2 separate regions of the Mus musculus genome follow, and region 2 is linked to region 1. Evidence: chromatin contacts called from public HiChIP or PLAC-seq data. All regions are on one chromosome and are shown on one strand. The core of a region is the stretch at or near the end of the contact, and the rest is flanking DNA. Distances in the headings are between cores, read along the strand shown. Region 1 holds the start of Mosmo (modulator of smoothened). Region 2 overlaps Eef2k (eukaryotic elongation factor-2 kinase).

What was found. HiChIP or PLAC-seq counts read pairs in DNA pulled down with a chosen protein or histone mark.
Region 2: a contact with region 1 is called in an H3K4me3 HiChIP or PLAC-seq map of bone marrow-derived macrophages, with 2.5 times the contacts expected there. The contact joins the enhancer-like site here to the promoter of Mosmo in region 1. A contact is called at or near these places in 3 of 39 promoter capture datasets (the HPC-7 cell line, embryonic stem cells and pre-B cells), 1 of 15 datasets of contacts at CTCF or cohesin (the NIH/3T3 cell line), 1 of 484 Hi-C or Micro-C datasets (cortical neurons), 4 of 115 datasets of contacts at active chromatin or transcription factors (the SCID.adh cell line, bone marrow-derived macrophages, forebrain and 1 more) and 2 of 9 other capture datasets (adipose tissue and liver).

What each region holds. Positions count from the first base shown.
Region 1 is chr7:120,675,449-120,679,982 of GRCm38.p6, reverse strand. It overlaps Mosmo (modulator of smoothened), which reads right to left and starts at 2,363. Exons shown (of 3, transcript NM_001164580.1): 1 at 2,113-2,363. The coding sequence starts at 2,218. It also overlaps a transcript of Pdzd9 not described here.
Region 2 is chr7:120,867,286-120,871,819 of GRCm38.p6, reverse strand. The region is part of intron 2 of Eef2k (eukaryotic elongation factor-2 kinase); the gene reads right to left. The region is part of intron 2 of Gm15774 (a long non-coding RNA gene); the gene reads left to right. Among named protein-coding and RNA genes, the nearest start is that of Gm15774, 11 kb to the left of the region's middle. Within about 2 kb of position 2,184, at least 14 of the 459 cell types and tissues checked have an H3K27ac peak or open chromatin away from gene starts, as enhancers often do. A contact at or near this core is called in bone marrow-derived macrophages and microglia, where this site is marked.

The DNA.
Region 1 (4,534 bases), core at 1,114-3,613:
TCAGTTCACTACATTGGTTTTCTAACTACACTATGCAGGTTACATTAGTTCTAAGAGTTCTGCTGTCTTTTTAGATATATTTTTAAAAATCATTTAAAATTTGCAATAAAGGGCCTGGAGAGATGGCTTGGTAGTTAAGAGTACTGGCTACTCTTCCATAAGACTCTGATCTGATTCCCAGCACCCACATGGTGGTTCACAACCATCTGTTACTTCAGAACCTCTTCAGGCCTCTTCCAGTACCAGACATGCACAGGGTACATAGACATGCAGTAGGAAAACACCCACAGACGTAAGTAAAATAGACGTTGAAAATGACTGCACTAAATTACCACCATCAAAATGCCAATAGACTGAACACAAGGCAGGGAAACGGCGGAGAGCCTTGCTACCCACGAGGTCCCTCCTGAGCTCCTGGAGCGCACGCACGCGTGCTCGTGGCCAGTCCTCCCATTCCACATCCTATTTGTGCTCCTTGTGATTGTCTCACTGATTTGAGAGATGTAATTATTTTTACTTTTGATTATTTACTTCGTATAAGTATTGTTGATGTTTTCTTTCCAAGGGCATTTAGAAAGCTCACTATCTATTCACTATCCTTATTTAGAAAATTCACCAGTGTCAAAGGATCAGTGGGGCAGGAAGGTTGCCACACGGTACAGCCACAGCCACCACGCACAGAGCTGGACAAGCCTACCGTTCGCACTCTCTCTGCAGCTGCTTCCCTTTCTCAGACAGTTTCCCTTTCTGCAAACTTTGGGCTACTGTCCCTTTCATGTCTTTGCCAACTCACAGGCAAAGACTTCAACTCCAAATCTGAGTGCTGTATTTATTCTCCTCTTGCTTTCTCTCGAGTGGCCTTTGCAACATCAGCTCTGGAAGGCTGCACCGTTCTGCTCTTATATAATGTATAGTAGCACTTCCCTTCCCCGAGCTGCCTTGCCTTGCTCGTGGGCATTCCAGCCACTACCTACAGGGATTCCACCTAAAAGATCTTTTTCCAATAAGGATCTCTCTACTCAACAGTGCGAACCTTTCTTTGCTCCTAAGCATGTGATACTTAGAAAGTCTCACAAAGGAGTCTCTACACATACAGTCAGAGTAAAAACAACGGTGATAATGAACTGAATGTCTGTTCACACATATAGTCAAGTACACTGTCTGGAGTCAGCAACACTTTCAGAAACAGCCCACAGGTATTACCAAACTCCACATGATTCCCAAACTCTCTTTTTATGTGTTACAATTAACAGCTCTGCTAAAACTCTACAGCCAAGACAAGTGGAATTCTTCAGTGTTATGTTAATAACCAGTACATCTGGCAGCATGATTTTGTGTTACTAGGTCTAGGTTAGAGAGGAAGAAGAAAGCAACAAATGTCCCAGCTACCGTTTTGTTTTGTTTTGTTTTAAGAGCTAAAAATATTGCTGGATAAATTGAGAACCCTATGCGGCACTTAAGAAGTTTGACAGCACAACGATACATTTTATAAGAAATCATTTGAAGGGTCCCACTCCTCATTCCCCTTCACCTTCGCTGAACAAGCAGTTCAAATACAAGACCGTTCCTTAATTCTGAGCAGTTCTCCTGACAGCTGTGTACATTAATTAAAGGTTTGGTCTCGCAGGTCTAGGTGAGAAAGAGAGAAGCAAGGGAGGGCTGGAGCTGAGAACCCTGCCAGCGCATTCACCTGGGATACCCTTCGGAAAGATGCCCGCCTCTTTCTTGAGGACACCCCACACACACACACACACACAGACACCCGCCTCCAGCGCCAACGTTCCAGCAGGCACTGCCTCTGGGGCTGCCTGCGACTCTAATGTGTTATTTAATTTTCTAACTACTATTAAGATATCTCCAGCGCGCGCGTGTGTGCGTGAGATGCGCTGGAATGAAAGATGCTCCATAAAATGAAGTTTATTATTAGTATTATTATAGCTCCCCCCAGGCCTAAAAATAAAGCAAAGACTATAACCACAGACACTTCAAAGGGGAAAGGGGGAGCCACGGCAAACAGCCTCCGCCGGCCCCCCCACCCCGGCGCCGACCTTTAACCCTCGGGATCGCCGACCCGGGGGACCGCCACCCTCCCGGCCCGCGCACGCCGCTCACCCGCCGACTCCCCGGTGTTGATCCAGTCCGGGTTGGCGATGCTGGCGATGGCGAAGATATCGGCGGCCAGAAAGAGACATCCTGAGATGATGGTCAGTTTATCCATCGCCCCGCCCCGCTCCCCCCACCCCCCACCGCAGGGCAGGCCGCGGCCTCACTCCTCGCGCCCCATGGGCCGCCGGGCCCCGGGGTCCCCGCGCCGCCGCCCTCGGCCCTCGGCCCGCGCCGCGCGCTCGCGCCCTCCGCGCCGGGACCCGCAGCCGCCGCCCGCCCCGGAACTGCTCGGCCCGCCCGCCCCTCACCCGGAAGCGAAACCGCGCGCCGGCCGGCGGCGCCCAGGACTGCCCTGCAGAGCCTTCCCGAGGGGGCGTCGGCTCAGCCCGGCGCTCGGGGCTGCTACGGTGGTTCGGGTCGGAGACCCCTGAGATCTTAAAGATTTGTCCAGTGAGAATTAGGTGCAGACTGTTCCAGAGACAAGGAAACAGTCACTGGGGAGAGAGAAAGTGGATGTCAGGTTCAGGGACCTGCAGAACGGCCCGTGTGACTAGAGAGTGAGTGGCAGGAGAAAAGGTAGGCAGAGGCCAGAGGTGGCATTCGGGGTGGGCACGCGCCTACGAATCCCAGCTCTCGGGAAGCGGAAGCTGGAAAGACACCAGTTCCATGACAACCTAGGCTAAACAGGGAGATCCTGTCTTTAAATTCACCAAATGTGTATTTGGATTTTGTTCCAGATGCAATGGGAAGGAACTGGAGGATTTTCGACCAGGATAGTGACATGACCTTATTTGGTTTGTGAAGATCTGTGGTATAAATAGATTATAATGGGGGGAGGGGCAGCGAATGTAGGGACACCAGAAATGGCCCCGCAGTCTAAGACAGAGAATTGTGGTTTTTAGTTATGGTAGTCAAGAAAGAGAAAAATGAGCAGATGTGTGTGTTTTGCAGACAGAAGGAAGAACTTGCTGATAACAGAGAAAGCGATGAAGAATAACCTGAAATGTTTGTTAGTTTGCCCCTACCAGGTGTTTAGTGATATTTACAGAGTAAGGTTGTGGGGAGAGCCTTAGATTTAGTGCATAAACAGGAAACAATAATATGAATTGTTATAATAACAGGATTTGTCTACGATTTTGCTACCCCCTGGAGGTTTCCTTCCACCGTGGCTCTCTGCTAAATCACCATTAACCCTGACTTTATATCCATCTCTTTCTTAGCACTCCATAGAGCAAATGGAGATGATTTTTCTACTTAAGTACCACCTAAGCTATCTCTAGAAAGACCTAGAAGAGCGACTTTTGTCTCTATTTTTGGGATGCCTACATGTCCACAAAACTCAGGAGGTTTCAAATTCCACCAAATCCAGCATCCTTTCGTAATGGGCACCAGTGCCACCACGTAGATTGGGGAAAATGGAGTTGATTGCTGGTCTAAAGACTTTTCAGCCCAAACATTGGTCTCTTGGGGCAAGTATTTTTTTAAAAGTGCATATTTAATTACATAATTTATTTTTCCTCTGCCATTGACACTGACTCAGGTAATTCATGTTTCCTGGGGATCCAGATAGAATGCCTATCAGTTGCTGCAGTAGCTCTTCCCTTTCTTGTTCTAAAGACTGGGGAAGTTCTAAGGAGCCATAGTTTTGGCTTTGTTGTTGTTGTTGTTGTTGTTTATGTTTGTTTGTTTTTTCAAGACAGGGTATAGCCCTGGTTGTCCTGGAACTCATTTTGTAGACCAGGCTGGCCTCGAACTCAGAAATCTGCCTGCCTGTGCCTTGCCTCCCAAGTGCTGGGATTAAAGGCGTGTGCCACCACCGCCCGGCTTAGTTTTGGCTTATCTGCTGTTTTGATTGTCCAGAATAAAAGGAGCTGTAACTATAACAGAGAGGATTCCTGACTAATACCCATTGATGTTCATAACTGATCAAGGCCAAATGTTGGAACAGTTTGCGACTGTTTTAACTCCAGCTCTGTGGGATGACGATACTTTAATTCTTGAGTTTGAAAAAAAAATGTATAAATTCTTCCTTTTACCCCAACAGTATTTACCAGGACATCTTGAAGTATATGTATTCTTCTATTCAAGATTCTAGACCTGTGATTAAAATGTGTGTGTGTGCATGTGTGTACATGTGTGTGTGTATGTATTCGTGTGTGCTTGCGTGGGTGTGTATGAGTGTATGTGTGTTAGAAGGATTAAAAAACATTCTCCATCCTTCTCCAGGGGTTTCGTATCATTGTAGATAACAGCGATTCACCTGGTCTTTTCCTACAAGTAAGACAGGCATAGTAATTAGGAGGCAAGCACAGTGCTCACACAGTTCCCACCACTTCCCATTTTAGCCGCACGCTCTGTTTGTCTCCAATCGCGCTGATAATTCAGAGTCCCATGTCTCTGCAGTAACAGGACAACACAGTTCCCTTCT
Region 2 (4,534 bases), core at 935-3,434, 190 kb before region 1:
TCAAAACAAGAAAGAAAAATGAGGAGGATAAAGAGGAGGAGGAAGAGAAGGGAGAGGAAGAAAGGCTGTTAAATGGCATTGTGGTGTGTGCCAAACCTCCCATGGTGGAAACTCAATCCCTGACCTCTCCCGTGGATGGTATTTAGAGATGGGAACCTTGGGAGTTGACTGGAGTAGAGGATGCCAGGGAGCCAGAGCCTGATCCCAGCCCCACGGAGCACCAGTGGCTTCATGACAAGAGGAAGAGATCGGGGTTAATACAGCCACTGCATCTTGTCACATGATGCTCTCTGCCATATGACGACTCAGCCCGACAAGACGCTTACCAGACACATGGAAGATGCCAGGATAGTGCTCTTGGACTCCCCGAGATTCAATCTTATAAACTAAATACACTTCTATTTAACAAGAAATTTTTAAATTAATTAATTAATTGTCTCCTCCTCCACTTCTTCCTTTTTAAGGCAGGATTTCATAGTGTAGCCCTGGCTATCCTGGAACTCTCTATGTAGACCATCCTGGCCTCAGACTCACAAAGATCTGCCTGCCTCTGCCTCCCAAGTGGTGGGATTAAAAGTGTGTGCCAAGATACCCAGCCAGCAGCTATAAACTATCCCGTCTCTGTTGTCTTGTTACAGCTACAGAAAACAGACAGACCTAGCATCCTCCCATTTTAACTTTCTTCAGTCCATTGTATTGCTTTGGGGAAACCAAAGTGGACTCTTTCCTGCCCTTTCTGAAGCAACACCCTTCGTCCATGGTGTTCTCTTCCTAAGAAACTCAAATCTTTGCTTGGTGGCCTCCCCAGAATCACCAAGACCCAAACTCCCCTCCAGGCCAGTGGGTCCTCCCTGATGGGGAGGATAATGTGTAGAAGACTGGGCATCATCTGGGTGAGACAGGTCAGAAGGAGCTCTGAGATAGGGAAGGGGCAGTCAGGGGACAGCAATTTTAGACTGCCTTTGTCACCACCGGTGTCCCTCAGTATCCTGGCCATCCTTGGAAGACGTCCAGCTTCCCAGGCCTCAGCAGGGCTGCACACTGCCCACCCTCCTAGCATGGACCCCTCACGGGGACCCTGTTAAAAATAGAATAAGCCAGGGAAAGGATCTGAGACTTCACACACACACACACACACACACACACACACACACACACACACAGAGCCAGAGCTCCCTTAAAGGAGGCTGTCCAATCTCTGCAAAGCCCAGAATTTTTTCCCCTTCCAGTCTGAAAGCTACTTTAGGATTAAGGAAAACTACTTGGCAAATACAGAAAAGAACAGTCTAGCCCACACCAGTAGGCACGGTCTGTACCTTCCAGTTTTGTTCTATGCATTTTTTAAAAATAAGACTGGACTAACGTGGCAAATATAAATTACATCCTTTGGGAAATGTAAGTAGACCCCTGAGTCTTCATATTTTATTTAGTGTTTTAACTGCCCCCACCTCAAAAGGATCATCTGCTCTGCATGAAAACCACAGCACTATGGAATTCTGAATCAGAAAGCGGAAGTTCTCCGATAGCCCCTCCTGGGCTGACACTTGCAGGGACACTCAGCAAGTTTCCTTTCTGCCTTTGTTAAGATGTGCCTCGCTTTGTTAGGAATCCTACTTTCTGCACTAAACACTCAGTCTTAGATGGCCCTCCCAGCTCAAGTGTACAGACTGCTGGCCGACCTCACCCTTCCCAGGACCGTGGGATACAGAGCTGTATAGGTGTACCCCATGCATTTGCCTCCAGGAGATCAGACTTGGATGTCTTCCAGTAATGTCCCAGTACAAACAGTGCTGACTCGAACATTTCTGTCTCGACAACTCTGCATACTTATGCAATCTCAGTAGGATATATATATATATATATATATATATATATATATTTGATTTCAATGTAATTACTGGGCCAGATTTAAAGTCTGGGAGCCTGGGAAACAGGTCAGTGTAGTAGAGTGCTTGGCCCTGGGCTCAGCTCTCAGCAGTGAGACAAATGAAAAAAAATAGAAATTGCACCCGGCCCCCCAAGACTGTTTTTGTAAGTTATATTTGAGGAGCAGTGAATATGTCACTCAAGTTTTAATGGGAGATTATGTGAAGGAAGTGTAAAATTTGCACGTTTGCAACAGTGTAGATAATGCACTGTGAGTTTCTTGCTACAGAAATGGCTCCTCAGCAGTTCTCCGTGGTTAGACGTTAAGCTTGCATTCATTTCCCCCCCTCTTATGAGTGACTCTCTGCAGTTTTGCTGACATCCAAACCTGTTACTGAATTCCCTGTACTTTAAAAGGCACATCACTGTCCTCTCTTACAGTCCAGCTCTGGGAATGGCTCATCTGTCTGTCTGGGGAGATGGGGGCTGTCTGTCCTTCTGAGCATGTCTACACTTGTGGAGACATGGTTCTCTGGCTGTCTGTCTTCAATGATGACTCCATTGCCAGCAACAAGGGCTGTCTCACAGCGGACAAAACAACAAAACCAAAACAACAAAGAAACCCAAAGTCTAGTGCTAACATCTGGGTCCCTTGCTTCTGATTCCATCACAGCTGGCTCTGTGGAACCTCTGCACTTTCATGGATAGTAAGAATGAAGATGTTGGGTACCGGTGTCCAATGTCTTTCATGGCCCCTGTGCCCAGAATAGATCTCTACTCCCACCAGAAGGTAGTTGAGATGACAATCATCAGGGGCGACTGCCTGCACTCACTGTCACTGGTGTGATAGATTTACTATCAGGCCAGGACAACTTTCTACATAATTTTTACAATGAGAACATAATCCAGGATTGCCATGTGTAGTTTCCGTCTCAGACTCTCTCTCTCACTGTCTGTCCATGTACTTGTATGAGAGTGTGTATATGGGAGTGTGTGTGTGTGTGTCTTTGTGTGAGAGTGAGTGTATGTGTGTATGCACATGCGCTCATATGTTTTGCTGGGAATTGAACCTATGACCTCATGCATGCCAGGCAAGCATTCTACCATTGAACTATGTTGTCAGCCATGCAAGTGTAAACCAAAGTCAACAAACAAAACTAACGTAAAATGAGTCTCTGTTGAACTATGTTGTCAGCCATGCAAGTGTAAACCAAAGTCAACAAACAAAACTAACGTAAAATGAGTCTCTGTTGATGCTGCTAGGAATGAACCCAGGGCTTCACACATGCTAACACACTCCCAGCAATGAGATGATTCTCAAGTCTCCACCAGTGCAATATTCTCTAGTTCAAACAATTTTAAATCTCACCTGCTGAGTAGGCGAGTTAATTTTACAGGTGCTGAAGGTCTGCCATAAAAAAGAGGAAGGAGTCAGGAAGAGTGGCATGCAAAAGTAGCTCTAGCCCCTCAGCGGGGTGGGGGTAGGGCTCCTGAGTTCAAAGTCAGCCAGCAAGTGGCAAGACCTTGTCTCAAAAAAGGAAGACTGGCTCCGTGGTTAAAGCACTGACTGCTCTCCCTGCGGCTCTGGGTTCAAGCATCAGCATACATATGGTAGCTCACAAACATCTATAACTTGAGTTCTAAAGGGATCCAATGTTCTCCTTTGACCACATGGTGCACAGATACAGAACAGACAAAACACCCATGCATGTAAATAAATATTTTTTAAAGGAGGGGAGAATAGAGGGCAGAGGCACACAGCTCAGTGGGTGAAGTTAATTGACAGTGAGCTCAAACCCTGGGACCATATTGGAGAAGGGGGAACAGATTCCCACACGTTATCCTCTGACTTTCACATATGTGTGATGACAGAGTACACTTAAACCCCACTGTACACAGCACATACAATCACCCCCACATACAGAGCATACCCAAGCCCTCCCACACAGCACACCCAAGCCCTCCCACACAGCACACCCAAGCCCTCCCACAGAGCACACCCAAGCCCTCACACAGAGCACACCCAGCCCCCCCCCACAGAGCACACCCAAGCACACACACACCCCCACAGAGCATACCCAAGCCCTCACACAGAGCACACCCAAGCTCCCCACACAGAGCACACCAAGCCCTCACACAGAGCACAACCAAGCTCCCCACACAGAGTACACCCAAGCCCCCCCCCAATACAATCACTCCCCAACATATACAGCACACCCAAGACAATACAAACCATCACACCAAAGAAACCACAACCTTAAAGCACCTCCATGAAACAGTCCACCCTAGAGCAGGAAGGTGACATTCTTTTTCTCCCAGTACTGGGGATGAACCTAGGACCTCCCATATGCCAGGGAAACACTGAGCTATGGCCCCAGCCTTCTTTGTGTCTGTGTGTGCCCAAGCCTGCTAACAGGAGTGTGATTCCCAGGACCCATGTGGTAGAAGGGAAAGAACTGAGCCCAAGTTATTCCTTGACCTCATACACACGCCATAGAACGTGTGTTCTCTCTCATACACAGTGTATAGATAAACAATTTTAACAAATAAAATAAGCAGGCATAGTGGCAGATGCCTTTAATTCCAGCATTCAGAAAGCTGTATGTTCAAGCCAGCTTGGTTTACATGGAAAAGAAAGCTCATGGCCAGCCAATGCTACATTAGAGGT